Regions from separate parts of the Gossypium hirsutum genome. Here region 2 is linked to region 1. A link is a contact called in public Hi-C data. All regions are on one chromosome and are shown on one strand. The core of a region is the stretch at or near the end of the contact, and the rest is flanking DNA. Distances in the headings are between cores, read along the strand shown. Region 1 holds the start of LOC107909637 (serine/arginine-rich splicing factor RSZ21). Region 2 has its middle 3.0 kb from the start of LOC107908254.

Region 1 (4,025 bases), core at 1,494-3,993:
GTTCTCATCAGTAATATTTTTCCATGTAACTTTAATTGAGAACTTATTCTGAATACTGTAGATTTATACAAACAATTTTTTTTAAAAAAACTTTCAACTTTAGGTGCATCTAACCATAACGAGCTTTAGATAGAATTAGCATATTCTATTGCTCATAAGTAGATCTTTCACAGTTAAATATTTTGCTTTCAACTCTTTAACGGGGATGATGACAAAAGATCACAAAGATAGTCACAATTAATTCAATTTAATAACAAGATTAATCAATAACTTGATCCTCCCTTTTTTCATCATTTCAAAATAGATATTTGTAGCAATAATGATTCATATGAAATATAATCTTTTTTTCATTCACAATCTCAATATGATTTCCATTATAATGAATATCTTTTAGAACTAATGTATTAACCATCACAAATTTTGTGCTTTTTAGATATTGATATATTAGCTCTTCTGGTGCTTTCAACTAATTTTGTACTATCAAATGTTGGAATAATATTTGTTTGTTTCAGTACCAAATAAGATAAATATTTTCTATCTGGAATGATAGAATTCATTACTACATTCTCAAATCCTTCCTCAAATAATATTAACAGAAACAAAATATTTGGGCATATGCCACATATGTGACCAATAATATTTCATATCACATTGATAACATAAGTTATCTTTGCCCTTTGAAGAGTTATTTTGAAAACTCTCATTGTTCTCTTATTTATAACTATGTTCCTGCTTTTAGTGGTCCATGATTATTTCTTTTATTTTATTTATATTTGCATTCACTTCGAGGAATATAACAAATCTAGTAGGACAGACTTCTAAATACCTCCATTGATTCTTTATTTCATAATCACCATCGCGAACCTACATGGATTTCAAATCAAAATCTATCTATTCATGTTCGTCATGACTAGTCTCCAATTATAATAAATAAATCATAGTAAAATATAACTGAAGATCTTTAACACCATCGTCGTCACTTTGGCTATTATCACGTGCACTATTACAAGTACTAAAATGACTATGCTTTCATAAGAATATACTACATATAACTTATAGAATCTTATGATGCTCTAATAAATTATTTGTATTTTATAATTCAATCTAAAATATATAATCCAATCATTCATCAATAACAAAAAAAAAAAATTCTCTTTAAAGGGGACCAATATCACAAAAACTTATATTTTGTATCGACAATTAAAGTATATTTAAACAATCATTTAAAAACAATATATTATAAAGTTTTATTAGTAACCCTTATGAACCCATCAATATTAATATAAGTTAATAATTTGATCAGACTTAAAAAAATAAAAAAATAATCATACCTCAAAAAACAAAAAAATGAAGCTCCTTACCAATTTAAATTGTGCTTTATAAATCTAAAATTCATGCTGAGATCAAAATTTTTTTCACCATCCAAAGCAACGGACTAAAGTGTCCATCTTGGTGTTGAGCCTCTTAGTGTATACTCAAACCTTCCATTCGGAGTAATATTATTTTACCAACTTTAATAAGAAGTAAAACAAGTTAATTAAAAAAATCTCAAATTAATTTAATTTAATTGAAAATTAATCTAGATATAAAACACTAAATAGATGAAAACTTCCTGCAAAGAGTTGCAAACAACAACAGGCTAAAGACAACAAGTAATGGAGAATGAGGGAAGTAAGCGCTCAATTTGAATAGCAATCGGCAACAATAAATAGACATTTGAAGAAGCAAAGGAGCCAACGAAACAGAAAAATAAAAGTAATTTTAGTGGTTAGAGGTTGAATTTTGGTATTTTGGATGAGGCTTAATGGTTCGCAAAGTTGCCGTTGATTTAATCCACAATTAAGATATTTAGAAGAGAATCGTATTGATAACATGTTATAAAATAAAAGACAGAGAATAAAGAACAAAGAGAATAGAAGAGCAAAGAGAGAGCGTATTTTTATTGATCAATCGAGGTATTTACAAAGCTTCTCCAAAGTCTTTATTTATAGGCATAAGAAGTATAAATGAAGTAGAGATCTATTTCTAATCACTATTAGAATTTAAAGTATATCAAAGCTTATCTTGATCTTGATGGACACCCGCTTAATAAGATATTCATAATAATTTCTTCTTATTTCAAAATTTAAATGGTTATTGTAAAATGGTTTGAAGGATAATATTTAGGGTTGAATAGTAATATCAATATTGAGTAAATTGAGTTTTTTTAAAATATAGAAAAAAATTAGTTCTTTTTAGTTTTAAAAAACGAGCAATTAAAGATAATTAATCATGATTCTCACATTTTTATCAATTTATTCAATTTTTGATTGGTATAATAGTCATCAATGTTTACACATTTTGTCAAAAAAATTTCTAATTCTAAAAAATTAAACAAATATAGCTATCAACATGAACACATTTTATAAAGTTGATCTTCATTCTATTTTTTTTGATTTGGTGAGAGTAAATTTATTGGATTCTTAAAATTATGACCGAAATGATAAAATTTATAAATGTTGAAGGTTAATTTTATTATTATACCAATTAAAGGTAGGGTAAATTGGTGCAGTGATTAATTACTTAGACACTCGACTTTAGTCAAAACAAAACTCACCAAACTTGATATATTAAATCTTGCTAAGTTTTTCTTTTATGACTTAGAATCTAAAACTTGATGTAAATGAAGATTTGTACTTTTCCATTGGATTTGTTGAGAGGCCCAATACTATAGAAAGGCCAAGGCCTTGTACAATATTAATTAGCAAAGCGGAACCTTTTCATTTTATAGGGTTGTTTATTCTTCGAGGGTTATAGGATTGGCTACCGCAGAACCAAATTGATCAATCGAAGTTTCATCTCTCTTTCTTCTATCCTGCAAACCCTATAGAAATTTCCTCAAGGTAACCTAACCCCTACTCTCTATCTCCTCCTCCGTCTATAATTTCGATTCCTTCGATAATTTGCAAAACCCCTAATTTATCTATGATGTATCTATAACGAGCTTTGATGGCTATTCAAAACCATTAGATTTTCCGTTTTTGTGATTTTATTCACTTTTCCTAATTAATTTGTTATTGTTTAAGGTGTGCAGTGATTTTACGAGAATGTCTCGGGTCTATGTTGGGAATTTGGATCCTCGGGTCACTGAGAGGGATCTCGAAGACGAGTTTAGGATTTTTGGCGTTCTCCGCAGGTATTTTTATTTTTATTTTGTGAATGAAGGGGATAAAGTGTATTTTGATAGGGACCTGGGTGTTTTTCTTTGGGTTAAATTTATTTGCCACTCTGAAGATTGTCAGGTTTTGCTAGCTTTAATTGATTATTTAGTTTGTTCGTCAATATCATACAAGATGAACTTGCTTTCCTGCATTTGAAAGAAGCTTTAAAATAAAAATAAAAAAAATAATAAAATGCTGTTTGTGCTATTGATTGATTTATGTTTTGATGAAATGAATCCAGTGTATGGGTAGCTCGAAGGCCTCCTGGGTATGCGTTTATTGAGTTTGATGATCGCAGGGATGCTATTGATGCAATTCGTGAACTGGATGGTGTGTATACTCTTTTTTCTAGTGTTTATTTCTTTCATTTGTTGTATTACTCTTACATGCTTGAATTATGGTGGTTCTCTACTCGAATACCCTTATATAAGTTGCCCTATTCATTAGTTTTTGCTTGATTATTTATGTTGCCCTCACTTATATGCTGCATATGCTTCTAATTTGGTGAGTGTTGAGCTTTCATTTGAATGCTAGAGAGATCTCCTAACCGGTTTAAGTATTTTAATGATTTTCTTTTATATTTCAAGAAGTTGCTATTGTTTTCTGGTTGTCTGCAGCCAGTTGCTTTAGTGGTTTGGTGTAATCTGATTGTTTATTCCAAAAAAATAATTCTAAGTTTGTGCATTTGGCTCTTAGTTCTTTTGGTTCCTTAGATTCAAATGACATTTCTGATCTATGTTGCTTTATTGACCATTTCTAGAATTTTCTAACTATATCCTTTTTCTCACTTAAGGAAAAAATGGTTGGCGTGTGGAACTTTCTCAT
Region 2 (4,174 bases), core at 669-3,168, 33 kb before region 1:
CGCATCCTCGTAGGCGCAATTTGTGTCCACGTCAGCAAAGCGCGCTGACGTGGACGCGATTTGCTGACACGTCCCCTGACATCGCGCTGACGTGGACGCGATTTTGGGGAAAATGACTCATTCCGGTAAATAATAAAATACCGGGTCTATTTCGGTAAATTTTAAAAAAATAGGGCTTTTTTTGTTTCCATTTTTACTTTTAGAGAAGTGATAATTATAAGAAAATAAACATGATTATCCTCTTGGATGAGTAGGGGGTAGGTGCTTAACCAAAACAAACTATAAATTTGGGTATTGAATAAACAAAATTATCCTCCAATACACGTTTTCTTTGGCTTTGTTTTGTATTTAATAAATTAATGGGCAAATCAAAGATAGCATCTAATCCTTTATTTTATGTTTGTCTTAAACTCTTAGTCCAAATTGTCCAACAAAGCCCTAGTGATGAGGTAAAATAATTTAGATTATCCTATGCTATGCGCATTGCTAATTAGGATTTGCTTCCATCATCTTACTTAATACAAATCATTGGAGTTTCAAATTTGGTATTTTTATCACTTATTGCAATTTCTTATTTTTCACACAAATTTACTATACCTATGGTTCGACTACGTATAATGATTTATGTACACATATTGTAGGAACCTTTTTTACGTTAAAAATATAAATATAAATATAAATATAAATCTATGATACTTGGATTCTATGTATTGCATAAATCACATTTAAATGTCTTGTACTATATATTATATTAAGCTTTTGCCAACTTTATAGACACGCTAATATATTACATCTTTTTATGCGTTAAATATGCAAATATTTTGTATAGAAGGTCTTTCATTGTATAATTTATTATAATATTTAAATTTAAATTTATTTATTTAAGAAATAAATTATCACGACTAATTTATTTTCTTTTTCTATATAATACACAAAATATTCAATGGCAAAGCTAGAAAATATTTTTGGAGACCGGAATTAAATTGTATATTTTTACAATAATAAAAATATAATTTCATCATTTTAATAGTCTATATCTTTATAATTTTAAAGGATTAAATTAATTTTTTATTATTTTTAAAAAATAAAAATAAAAATTTATTATTACTAATTTAAAATTTTATAAATCAGGTCTAAATAAAAAAATTCATTTTAAAAACACTAAAAAAATTTATATAGATTTCCGATCATACTAAGAGAATATTCTAGATACTTTAATTTAGCTAAATAAATTGTAGGTACATACTTTCTAATACTTCGAAAAAATCGCACTTTTTTAAAGCAAAAATGGGAGGCGTGCATGCACCGGCCGACAGGTCAAAAAACAACCTTCATAACATAGTCTTCCAATCACCTTTTTTTCCCCCTAATTATTAATTTTATTTTTAAGTAAATTGCATCTAGTCGTTGGATTTATTTTATAACAGAAAAAAGGAGAATAATATAATTGGAATTTGACTTGAGAGAAGAATGGAATATTCCAGGAACAGTACAAAAAAAAAACTGGAGAAGGATATTATTGTAAATACGTGGGATTGCAAAGGGTTAATTTACTAAAGTAAAACAAAGGCCATTAATTAATTACAAATAAATAATCGGTTATAGAAGTTGGAAGTTGGAAATGGATGAGATGAGCTGTGAGCTAATAAATTACAGGCAAGCAGCCAGTTAACTCCTGTCCTTGCTACGCGTTTGGCTGGCTTCAATTTTAGTAAATATTTTATTTGTTTTCCTTTTTTTTCAAAACCTTAAAAAAAAAAAAGGGGGCAGAGTTAAATTGACTTGGGCACGAATATGACCCCAGACAGCACGCCGATTGAGTTATGGTAGCTGGCAAATTTGGATAAGCATTAGCATTTAGTAGTACCTTAACCTTATCCACTTTATTAATATCTCTAACCAAAAAAAAAAAAAAAACGTTCTTGTCTTCGCTCACCCCTCGTGTTCCTTGCTTCTTTACCTAAATAATAGTTGGCCCCTACCCTATCCCCCAAAACATCAATATTTATGCAATAATTATAATAATAATTTCATTTCACATGATTAAGGTTCTTCATATGTATATAAAAAAATTTCAAAAATTTCACCAACGAGTATTTCGTTTATTTCAATTTTAATTATATTTTAATGCCATATTTGATAATAATATTATTTTTTAATACATCTTGATACAAATAATAAATTAATTTCACTCAATAATTTTTAACCATTCATATATGTTGTTCCCAACAAAGAGGCACACACAAAAAAATTAATCATCTCCCTCCAATAAATCAATGTGTTTTTTAACTATCGTGTGGCTAAAAAAAATACATGCTTAACGAAATTTTCAGCAACACGATAGTTCAAAAAATACATGTAAATTTTGAGGGGTGGACAAGTTTTTTTATAGGTCGAGTTGAGTTATGTATAAATTAGTTGGGCATTATATATTTTGTCCTAATTATTTGTAGTTTAATGAGAAATTGTAATGATGTCATGGTTTGAATAAAATGTTAATTAATCTAAAGTAATTTTAGTAAAGGGATTAAAATGAATAGTAGAGGGACTTCTAATAGACCTTGTTTTTATGTTATCAACTTATTTTAATATTTATAATAATTTAACGTCTACATGTGTTAAAGCACTAAATAATTAAATAAAATATAAATGTTTAACTTTGTTTTAATTTTGAAATTATTTAAATATTTACAAAAATTGAACGTTTCCTCGTGTTAAAGCAATAAATAATTAAGTAAACAATAAACGCTTTAATAATAATTTGAAAACGAGCTTAAATGGACAAATTGAATAGACTTTTAAGTACATTTTTTTAAAATATAATATTTTCAATCTCATCCAATACTCAGTTGTACTAATACACACGTGGATTTATAATTTTAAAATCTTACTTTTTAGCTCTCGAAGTTTTTGGTTGGGTATACCAACCTAACTTCTAAATATAAATATGGTTCACAACAGCAAGTTGGGTTATTACATCTTGATTTTATTCATTAATGAACATCATGTGCTGTTTTTTCTTTTAAACAAATATTTTCAAAAGTATGCCAAAATTTAAAATTCTTCTTTTGCCAATTTTACAAGAGTAATTCTATAAAACTTTGTTAGGAGATTTTATTTATGGGAAATTAAGATAATAAGTATTATGTAAGTAGATGTATTGTTTTTATTTAGATAGTGATGCCTGTCATCGATATCTTTCGGTGTATTATTTTAAATTTATAGGTATTTTTTATATATTATTGCTATACACCAATGATCATCAATACAAAACCTAGGTAAGATCTGGGTCGTGCACCCGCGTCCCGCCCAAGTCCTATCAAATGGATTTCTGCGAGGTGTACAGCAAAGGGACATCTAGGGGAGCTCGCAGTATCAACTCGCATGGGCTAAGAGGGGTTCGCAGCCCCAGCTCGAATATACCCAAAGAGTTTGCACATAGGGGACCGTGAGGCCTAAGAGGCGACCCAGAACGGTACATGTGTTCAACATGCCCGATGCCTGCTCAGAATGTCAGTCCTATGAATAGTGGGGTCAAGCCCATGAAAAGTGGAGTCAAATCACGAACAGTGATAATATGTATAAATACCAGAATGTTCCCTTTAATGAGATACACAAAAAATTACTTAACAATTATATAAATTTAAAATTATTAATTAATTTCAAGAAATTAATTAAATGGTTATATATAAATTTTTATGTAATTATAAAAATATAAAAATTGATTTCAAATATTAAAATACCGTATCAATTAGTAAGGATTGATATACAACGATATAAACCGATATTAATCAAAACTACAATGTATGAAATCCAACCCGTTCAATTTAAATAATTTTTTATATAATAGTTACTTTTACTAATAAATCCTCAAACTCATAACTTAGAGAAAATAGGGGGTTAATATTAGGATAACAACTATATCAATTAAATTAGGATTGAATCTGTAATTTAATTATTATTGTATATTAAAATTTGCCACTCCAATTATGTTTTGGATTAATATGAGGTATATGGGAAAAAAAAGGGAAGTAGCATTACCGTAATTTATTTAAACAGAGAGCCTTGTTTTAAATTAAAAGAAATAATAACAACTTCTTATTTTATTCCTTAAGAGAAAAGGAAAAAATATATAAATTCCACAGCGTTCCGTCGACCCGTCCCAACTTCCACC

The links. A called contact is a pair of places that touch in the nucleus more often than the background predicts.
Region 2: a contact with region 1 is called in a Hi-C map of leaf, with 2.5 times the contacts expected there. The contact joins the enhancer-like site here to the promoter of LOC107909637 in region 1. A contact is called at or near these places in 12 of 34 Hi-C or Micro-C datasets (anther, callus, fibers and 2 more).

The regions. Positions count from the first base shown.
Region 1 is chrD02:61,470,817-61,474,841 of Gossypium_hirsutum_v2.1, reverse strand. It overlaps LOC107909637 (serine/arginine-rich splicing factor RSZ21), which reads left to right and starts at 2,743. Exons shown (of 6, transcript XM_016837250.2): 1 at 2,743-2,882; 2 at 3,066-3,175; 3 at 3,442-3,530; 4 at 3,994-4,025. The coding sequence starts at 3,087.
Region 2 is chrD02:61,502,830-61,507,003 of Gossypium_hirsutum_v2.1, reverse strand. No RefSeq gene overlaps it. Among protein-coding and RNA genes, the nearest start is that of LOC107908254, 3.0 kb to the right of the region's middle. Within about 2 kb of position 1,918, at least 6 of the 9 cell types and tissues checked have an H3K27ac peak or open chromatin away from gene starts, as enhancers often do. A contact at or near this core is called in leaf, where this site is marked.